Linked DNA regions of Rattus norvegicus: regions 1 and 2 are each linked to region 3. A link is a contact called in public Hi-C data. All regions are on one chromosome and are shown on one strand. The core of a region is the stretch at or near the end of the contact, and the rest is flanking DNA. Distances in the headings are between cores, read along the strand shown. Region 1 holds the start of Mrps10 (mitochondrial ribosomal protein S10). Region 2 overlaps Trerf1 (transcriptional regulating factor 1). Region 3 has its middle 35 kb from the start of Ubr2.

Region 1 (3,018 bases), core at 405-2,904, 320 kb before region 3:
CTATTCTGGAAGCCAAAAAGCTTCACTGGACCTCCTGTGAACCCCTGGAGCTGGGTCACAGGGGGGCATGAGTGACCCTCTTGATAGCCTGGTGCTGTCACCTGAACCCCAGACCTCATGGTTGTGCAGCAAGTGCTCTTAACCACTGAGCTATCTCACCTCTCTAGCTCTCATGTCTTTTTCTTAGGATCAGTGGTTATACAAGTGTGGGCTGGGACTGCCCATGAATCCTTAAGACACTCTCAGAAAGCCTGAAACCAAAACTCACTAAGAATTACTCAAGGCTTTTCTGCTTCCATCCTCTGGCTGGTGTACAGTGGAGTCTTACAAAGCTGCATGAGTTGTACTATATGATAAAAGATGGTGTGCAAAAACAAATAAGAAAGCCGCTTCTGCCGTGAGGCTGCATACTGAGGCATTACTCTCCATCAAACTTGCTTTTGCTTTGGGAAGCAGTCTTTCTAAAGTGTTAACTAATTTAACCTGGGAAGATACAGAGGCTGAAGTGACCGCTCACAGTTCTTGCAGAGGACTGGAGTTCCACAGAAGGCTAAGAATGGGGTTCAGTGGCAGGACCTTTGTCTGGTGTGCGCAAGGCCCTGGGTTCAGTCTCTAGTATAAAGGATAAACGTTTTTGTAGACACAAGTTTACGGAGCCCACTCTGGTTCTGAACTCTGTATGTAGCTGAGAGTGATTTTGAACTTCTGATCCTCTTGCTTTGACCTCTCAAGGGCTGGTGTGACAGGTGTGGGCTGCCGTCTCTGGGTTATGTGCTGCTGTGGATCCAACCCAGAGCCAGCTTTAGGCATTGAGGTCTCTAGCAACTGAGCTAGTCTCAGCCCTTCCTTTTTAAAAAATCGTTTATTTTGAAGACAGGGTCTCAATTTGCAGGCCAGGCTAGTGGGCAATCTTCCTCGTGCTTTACAAGTAATCCTATTAGAGGTCCAGTTCTGAGCTTTGTTTTCAAAAACCACAAAGGTCTCGAGGCCAAAGTTCTTGAGACCGCCTAGTTTTTGTTGTTGTTTAATTATTTATTTTGCGACAGGATCTCAACATGTAGCCTGACTGTCTTCGAACCCAGAAGTCCGCCTGCCTCCTTTCCCCAGTGCTGTGATTCACGCCGTGCAACATCAGGCAAGTTTTCCTTCTTCAAAGAACCTCTTGAGGGAGATCTAACCCATTCCTGGGGCCCTTCGAGTCAATCTCTCCAACCCCTGAAGGCGAGGAGGACCTCTCAATGTAACTCCACGCGAGCTTTCTGAGTCCAGCTCCGGCTCAGCACCTAAGTATCCGAGTATTCCTGTCTTCTCTAAGCTCAAGGTTCTCACTGCCCTTTCTAACGTGAAGGGAGGGCTTCTGGACATATTTTTCTCATCTTTCCCGCTCTGACATTCTATAGTTCTAGTTCCTATCTTGTCAATTTGAGTCTCTCGGGGGAAAAAAAATCAGCCCTTATCTTGTCCCTTCCTAATAAAAACTATGGAGGAACACTCCGAGCCGGCCGGGTAGAGGGTAGCAGCGGGACTCGGCGACGGCGCCTTCGGCCGCCAGGGTTTCCCGACCACCCCTTTACCTGCTGCAGGCGCCGGCAGACAGCCACACACGCTGCGCGCGCCGCCATCTTGGTGCCCTGACCTCCCACGATCGCTTCCGGGATCACAGCCGTGCCCTCGAACCATAGAGTTCGAAAAAGAGAGAGTGTCTCCTGTGTTCCGGCACTGAAACAACCATAGAGACGTGGCCCCTTGATTTTGTTTTTTTAATTTAAATTTCTACTTTATTATTTATTTACTTGTTTATTATTCACGCATTCATTTAAGTTTTTGAGTGGATGCGTCGCTTTCGCCGTCTGGATAAACTGCCAGGTTCTATCTATATGCTATATAGCCTAATTATATTTGTCGTGGGTGTTTCTTGTTTGTTTGCTTTGAGACGCACACAACAAAACGCATACTTGGAAAGGAATTTGCTGTTACTACTGAGTCCAAATTCTAACATTTTACCTTATTGCAGAAGCCATTTTGTTGTTAAACTTTGTTCACACCGTCGGAATGCCAGGCTTGTTAATGGATATTTCTAAATTGTGTTTTTCAAAATGCCTTCCCATGCATTTAACGTAATGGAAGCTCCACACTTAGGAGCTCTGGTTTCTGTTTAGGTGGGTGACTTGATCAACTTTCTTCCATACTCTGAACCCATTTTTTTTTTTCCATTTGCCAAGTAGAGAGGAGGACAAAGCAGTAGAGGATTAAATGAGATTAAATGCTATATGATAAACTCATCCTGAATTTGTGGCATCTCTTCTACATCCTGGCTCTTAAAAGGTTATTGGGAAAATGGATAAGGATCAATTTAATGAGGACGATACAAAGTATCTACCTTAGTTAGGGTTTCCATTGCTGTGACAAAACACCATAACCAAAAAGCAAGCTGGCGAGAAAAGGGTTTATTTAGTTACACTTCCAGATCATAGTATATCATTGGAGGAAGTCAGGACAGGAACTTAAGCAGGGCTGGAACCTGGGAGCAGGAGCTGATGCAGATGCCAATGGAGGGCTCCTGCTTACTGGCTTGCTTCCCATGGCTTGCTCAGTCGGCCTGCTTATAGAACCCAGGACCACTAGCCTAGGGATGACAGCACCCACAGTTGCCTGGACCTTCCCCCATAGATCACCAATTGAGAACATGCCTTACAGTTGGATCTCATGGAGACACATCTTCCACTGAGGCGCCTTCCTCTCCAATGACTCCAGCTTGTGTCAACTTGACACACAAACCCAGCTGATACAGTATCTCTGAAAGACCCCCTCCCAGAAAGGGAATTGTACAAGCCCAAGGCCCTCAACTATAGAAATAAAAAGTAAGTTTTTAGATATGTGGGACAAGCTGACCCATCATTTAGACGAAACAGACCAGAAAAGAAAACAAAATGCAGAAACCAGACTAAATTATGGGCACTGCTCCATGGGCCACCTGACAGGAAAAAGAAAAAGTCCCTGACCCCCCGGAAGCCCTGA
Region 2 (3,223 bases), core at 691-3,190, 300 kb before region 3:
AAGACACACACACACACACACACACACACACACACACACACACACACACACACGGCTGGAGAGATGGTTCAGCAGTTAAGCGTGGACGCTGTTCTTCCGTGTTAGGCAGCCCTCAACCAATCTCAGCCTAGTTTGAGAGCATCCGATGGCCTCAATAGGAGCCTGCATGTATGTGGTGCACATATACAGTACACACTCAGTCCAACAACACATATGTACAAAATAATGCATCTTTAGGTGGGGGTGGAGTCTAGAGAGATGGCTCAGCAGTTACGAGTGTTTGCTGTCCTTGCAGAGGTCCCAGGATCAGTTCTCGGCACCCACATGGTGGCTCAAAACCGCTCGAGTTCCAAGAGATCTGAATTCCATGGGCACGAGTGTGACGCACAGACATCCATGCAGGTAAAACACTCATAAGCATAAAATAAGACTTCAAGTAGCAAGCTGTTGAGCAGGGAAAGAATTCAGGGATTAACTTGACTTTAAAATGAGCTTATTTTTATTTATTGGTGTGGTGTGGCGTCTGTGTGAGTTTACGTGTACATGTTCCAGTCAGTGTTCCAGCTAGTGTCCAAGGAGGCCAGAGGGCATCGGATTCCCTGGAGCTGGAGTTACAGATCGTTATGAGCTGCTTAATGTGGGTGATGGGTACCGAACCTGGTCTTCAGGAAGAACAGTAAGTGCTTTCCAAGTTTGTTTGTTCCGTCTAGCTCAGCCTGGCTTTGAACTTGCTTTGTAGCCAAAGCTGCCCTTGACTCCCGAGCTCCCGCTCTCACCTCTCCAGTGCTGGACATAGAAGCAGAGCTTCACCACACCTAGCCTGGGTTCCTGCTATCTCTGTTTGCTTCCCAGACAAGATCTCATGATGTAGCCCAGGCTGGCTTTGAAGTTATAATCCTCCTGCCTTAGCTTCTCCTTTTTTTTTTTTTTACTATCTATCTATCTATCTATCTATCTATCTATCTATCTATCTATCTATCTATCATCTATCCAGATATCGTATATAAGTACTCTGTCTTCATGCATACTAGGAAAATGTATCAGATCCCATTACAGATGGTTGTGAGTCACCATGTAGTTGCTGAGATCTGAACTCAGGACCTCTGGAAGAGCAGCCAGTGCTCTTAACCGCTGAGCCAGCTCTCCAGCCACAGCTTAAGTGATGAATTACAGATACGCATCAATAGGCTTGGCTAAACATGGGAGTTTATGAAACTCTCCTCTCTTTCCTGCTCAAGTATCTACCTGACTCCTCTCTGCTTTCCAGGGTAGAGCAAGGGTGGCTGGCCCTGGCATGCCCAGAAGTGGCTGAGGACCAGGAAACAGGAATTCTCTCATTTTTGCTAGAATTTTTTTACCATTCACAAGAAGCATGCAAATTGTAAATACTCATCCCATTTTACAAGTGAGGAAACAGAAGTATGGCAAGCTGTCTTTCCCTGACAGGCCGGTTGCCTCTGCTGGGGCCCTTCCTGTTTGTACTGCTTATAGCAGTCAAGTTCCAGTTTGCTTGTCCCGAGCTGCCCAGGTCTAGGTGAGTCTTTGATTCATAAAATCCAGAAGTAGTAACTTCCAAGAAGAGTTAAGAGCAGTCAGTGCTCTTAACAGCCGAGCCATCTCTCCAGCCCCACTCCTGGCTTTTTTATATTCATTTTTAGATTACGTGGATGTCTTTGTATATGTGTCTGGGCAAGTAAGTGCCGTCAGGAGTCAGAAGCGTCAGATCCCCTGGAGCTGGAGTTACAGGCTGTTGAGAGCCACCCAATATAGGTGCTGGGGATCAAACCCAGGTCCCTCTGGAAGAGCAGCAAGGGCTCTGAACCACTGAGCTGTGTCTATAGCCTCTCCTGCCCCCATCCCTTAAGACGAAGCTTCACACCATGGTCCAGACTGGCCCAAAACTCACTCTGCATCCAAGCTGGACAATGACTCATGGCAATCCTGTGTCTCTGTCTTTGAGAGCCGGGATTACAGCTCTACCATAGCGGCCATTCTCCAGCTTTGATTTAGGGGTCAGTTGTGGGGCAATTACAGAGACGTTACCAGCCAACACAAGGCAGTGAACACTTTCCCCTCTTCAGTGCTGTTCACAGGTAAAGTGATGCGATCCACAGGCATCGTGTCCGTGTAGATGCAGAGTCAAGAGTCGGTGTTAGCAAGCTGAGACATGGCCAGCTGCCGGCCAGCTAATTAAGATCAGTTAGTAATGATTACATAGTCAGTGCGAACTGCACAGGCTGGACACCTATTATGGAGTAGTTTCTAGAAAAAGGCCCCTTGCTAATACAGAACTCACAGGTTGGTTTTTAGATAGGTGACCTTCTTCCTGTTACCCATCCCCTTTCAAATCCAGTCTCAGGCAAAACAGTGCATGTCCCCTTTAAAAGAACAGGGACTCTGTAGTCTTAACTATTAGGCGGACATGGCCTCCACGTTGGCATTTGTAAGACGTGCTACACAATAAAAGTTTATAACAGTGGCACTCGTTCCATGGTACTTACTATAATCACAATTTTCTCACAGTGCCATCTCTGTTGGCTTAAGAACTCTGAAGACATATTTCATATTTGTAGCCACAAATATGTGGTGACTATGCACATCTCGGGACGTCAGATGGGCTTTTATTTCAATTGGCAATCTGTGCAAAGTCCCTAACATTTATCACCAGGTGAAGTGACTCAGAGATACAAAGATAGGGGGTCAAACCCCAACACGCAACACTCTGTAGCTACATGTTGGCCATTTTATGATGCACTGCAGATGGAAACATTTACAACAGCTTCAGAACTGGGCAAACACAAGGCAGGAGGAAGAGATACACACACACATATGCGTGTGTGAGTATGAGTGTGTGTATGTGTGTAAGTGTGTGTATGTGTATGACTGTGAGTGTGTGTGAAAGTGTGTGTGAGTGTGAGTGTGTATGTGTGTGAGTGTGTATGTGTGTGTGAGTGTGCATGTGTATTAGTGTGAGTGTGTGAGAGCATGAGTGTGTGTGTGAGCGTGAATGTGTGTGTGAGTGTGTGTTAGTGTATGCTACCTGCATGCCCTGCCTGCAGAAGCCAGAAGAGGGTATTAGATCCCCTGTAGCTGGAGTTGCAGGCAATTGTGAACAGCCCTTGGTGGGTTCTGGGAATAAAACCCAGCCCCTCTGGAAGATCAGCGATTGCTCTCGACCACTGAGCCATCTCTCCAGCCCAAGGAACGAAACTGAACAGAGTGC
Region 3 (3,257 bases), core at 452-2,951:
GTTCCCAGCTCTTACATGACAGCTCACAACCACCTCGAACTCCAGTTCCAGTGGCCCTGCTGCTTTCTTCTGGACTCTGAGGACTTGTTAGGGCACCAGGCACACACAGAGCACACATGCGCACATGCAGCACTCATACACATAAAATAAAAATAAATAAATCTTTAAAAACAACAAAAGAAAGAAAACTAAGACGCAGAGAGGGGAGGTTACTCTCCCAAAGTCACTTATCTAGCGAATGGGGAAGCCGGGGTTAGAACACACATACACACACACACACACACACACACACACACACACACACACACACGCACACATATATATATGTGCGTGGATGGTGCATGGAAACACACGCTCCAAACCCTTCACAGTGACGATGTCTGCAGATGATGCTCAAACTCTAAGGCATTGGCTCTCAGCCTTCCTAATGCTGACCCTTTAATACAGTTCCTCACGTTGTGGTGACCCCCAACCATAACACGGTTTTTTGTTTTTTGTTTTTAAGATTTATTTATTTATTATATATAAGTACACTGTAGCTGTCTTCAGACACACCAGAAGAGGGCATCGGATCTCATTATAGATGATTGTGAGCCACCATGTGGTTGCTGGGATTTGAACTCAGGACCTCTGGAAGAGCAGTCAGTGCTCTTAACCACTGAGCCATCTCTCCAGCCCCATAACACGGTTTTTGTTCCCACATCAAGACTGTAATTTTGCTACTGTTATGAGCTGTGATGTAAATGTCTGATATGCAGGATATCTGATATGGGACCCCTGTGAGAGGATTATTTGTTCTCCCAAATGGGTCATGACCCACAGGTTGAGAACCACGGGTCTAAATTTTTTTTTTTTTTTTTAGTTTTCCAGTTAGTATTACCAGATAGACTATAGGACATTCGTTTATATTTTAACTTCTTCCTCTACCCCAACCCCACCCAGAGCCAAGACAGAGTTTCACTGCGCATTCTAGCTGACTGGAACTCACTGTGCAAACCAGGCTGGCCTCAAACTCAGAGCTCTGCCTGCCTCCTAAGTACAGGCGTCTCACCCTACCTGTACTTTTGAATTTGAATTTCAAAAGAAGACCAAATTTGTTTGGGGAATCTAAAAATTAAGTAAGATTGGGTATAGTGGTGCACACTTTTAATTCCAGGAAGGCAGGGACAGGTGGATTTCTGTAAATTCCAGGCCAGCCTGGGCTGCATAGGGAGTTTCAGCCCAGTCAAAGCTACACAGTGAGACTCTGCCTAGAGCAAGTCAGACGAAATGTTTGAGTTTGGTGTCTGAAATTCACATGTAACTGTTTGCATATGTATTTGCTAAGTCAGACAGCCTGGTTTTAGGCCGTTTTCCCGTTGGCAAGGCCAGCGATTTCTTGGTTCCTCCACAATGAAATACCAATTCTCCAGGAATTCTGCCGCCATCTGATAAGACTGACTCAGACATTCAAGTTACTCCATGCAGCGGTGACATATTAACCAGGGGTAATTCAACAGCTATGCCTGAGCCTGTCTTTGCTTTATTTTTGCATTTCATTTTATTGACTGAAAAAGAAGCTCTTTCAGTTGGAAGAAAATTCAGACGGGATCGAATTGCAGTTTTTCTCAGACTGGTCCTCAGAAGAATTCACGGGGCTTCTCGTTCTCGAGTCCCTAAGGCTAAAAAGCAGGCATGGATCTTACCGGGCATCCTGGCTGCTGTCGTGGCACTGTGGCTGGTAGCCAGAAGGGCATCCCAATCTACATAGCTCGAGAGGGGAAGGGCTTAATTCCTGGAGTTTTGCTTGAGGATGTCTTTTTAAATGTCACTTCCTAGCTGTTTATCAAACCTAAAATAACAAAGCGACACAGAGTACTTCTGGGCCCCCAGCTGAGCCATCCGACACCGTTTTAAACAAACGCAAGCTCCATTGTTAAAGAGAGACTGCGTGCAGAAGAAAGCCCAGCCCCACCGAAAGTCGGGCCTGCCTGCGAGGAGGCCAGCCCTGGACGGGAGCGCCCCCTGCAGGCTCCTAGCAGTATCACGGAGGAAACGCATCTGAAGAAGGCTCCAAGGTCATTTCAGACACAGTCCTAGAGCAGTTGTCTCTGCTTGAAGCGCCACTTGAGAGGAGGATGAACGGTGTCCTTCCAATGTGCAGAATCAAAGGCAGAAGACCCAGTGACTTGAACTCAGGCTTTACAGAGAATACGGGACCTTCTGCTTGTGTTCAAGTTCCGGGGCAAGGTTGATGTTCAATCCACTGACAGCAGCAATATGAATGGTGTAGAACCCTAAAGTCCGGGTTAGGAATTTCATGGTACAAAGGTGTACTTGTTCTGCAGGGTGAGACGGGCAGGCGGACAGGAATGGAGTGAGAGGAGGGAGAACCGTGCCTTAGTGAGTCTAGAATGTTTATTATCCAACATCATCCCACACTCATGGTCCCAAGGATGAATTTGGGACCCTACGTTTGCTAGGTAAGCTTGCTGTCACCTGACCTGCATCCCTGCTGGGTCCTACACACTGCTTCCTTTTTAAATAGTTATTTATTGCGTGTTCAAGATTGTGTGAGTGCAGGTACACACAGGCCACAGGGAGTGTGGAGGGGCCAGAGGGTAACTCTCAGATCTCTCCAGCTACCTTGAAGAATACAAGAAAAAACGCAAGTCATCAAGCATATACAGACATTTTGGCATACATTTTTTCAACCTACTTTAATAGGGGTCCACCCTCCCTTCTAGCCCACCACCCACCAGAGGTAGTGAAAAAGAAAGGTTATTAGGGAATGGGGGAAGTGGACCTGTTTAGAAATAGTTCTTTGGAGTGATTCCAGTCTTCTTTGTTCTCCAGTCCACTCCGCTAGCAAGCACCAAACGGGAATCAGCAGCTTCGGTCCAGTCCACTCGGCAGACATCACCCAGGAATCAGGGCAGTTCAATCCAGAAGAAACCTTGCAGCTGGCCAAGCAGCCTGAGTCTGCGGGAACAGTAAGAAGCCGTCACAGGAACCTCCTGAGAAGGTCCTTGGTGAGGTTCTCTCCGTGAAGTCAGCACAAGGGAAGTTCAGCAGCAAAATATAAGGCGAACCAATACACGCATGTTGTGAGTGAAGAATAGCGAGGTGGGGCGAAGCAAACCACCGTCTGCGAGCTCATATCTATATTCCTTCTGAACATCATGTGTCTGTTCATGCATTTGCTACAGCAAAACGCCCTTTCACCCGTGTGCCTCAGCAAAACATCACTTGACATAACTGACTTTCCAGAGAGGTTT

Evidence for each region. Hi-C and Micro-C count contacts between places; a contact is called where the count stands out from the background.
Region 1: a contact with region 3 is called in a Hi-C map of liver, with 4 times the contacts expected there. The contact joins the promoter of Mrps10 here to the enhancer-like site in region 3. A contact is called at or near these places in 9 of 12 Hi-C or Micro-C datasets (the A7r5 cell line, the Rat2 cell line, Schwann cells and 5 more).
Region 2: a contact with region 3 is called in a Hi-C map of the A7r5 cell line, with 3 times the contacts expected there. The contact joins two enhancer-like sites. A contact is called at or near these places in 6 of 12 Hi-C or Micro-C datasets (the A7r5 cell line, the Rat2 cell line, Schwann cells and 3 more).

Annotation. Positions count from the first base shown.
Region 1 is chr9:21,120,799-21,123,816 of GRCr8, forward strand. Mrps10 (mitochondrial ribosomal protein S10) reads right to left here and starts at 1,655. Exons shown (of 7, transcript NM_001389252.2): 1 at 1,575-1,655. The coding sequence starts at 1,622.
Region 2 is chr9:21,141,596-21,144,818 of GRCr8, forward strand. All of the region lies in intron 10 of Trerf1 (transcriptional regulating factor 1), which reads right to left. Among named protein-coding and RNA genes, the nearest start is that of Mrps10, 21 kb to the left of the region's middle. Within about 2 kb of position 1,941, at least 2 of the 93 cell types and tissues checked have an H3K27ac peak or open chromatin away from gene starts, as enhancers often do. A contact at or near this core is called in the A7r5 cell line, where this site is marked.
Region 3 is chr9:21,443,105-21,446,361 of GRCr8, forward strand. No RefSeq gene overlaps it. Among named protein-coding and RNA genes, the nearest start is that of Ubr2, 35 kb to the right of the region's middle. Within about 2 kb of position 1,702, at least 37 of the 93 cell types and tissues checked have an H3K27ac peak or open chromatin away from gene starts, as enhancers often do. A contact at or near this core is called in the A7r5 cell line, Schwann cells and liver, where this site is marked.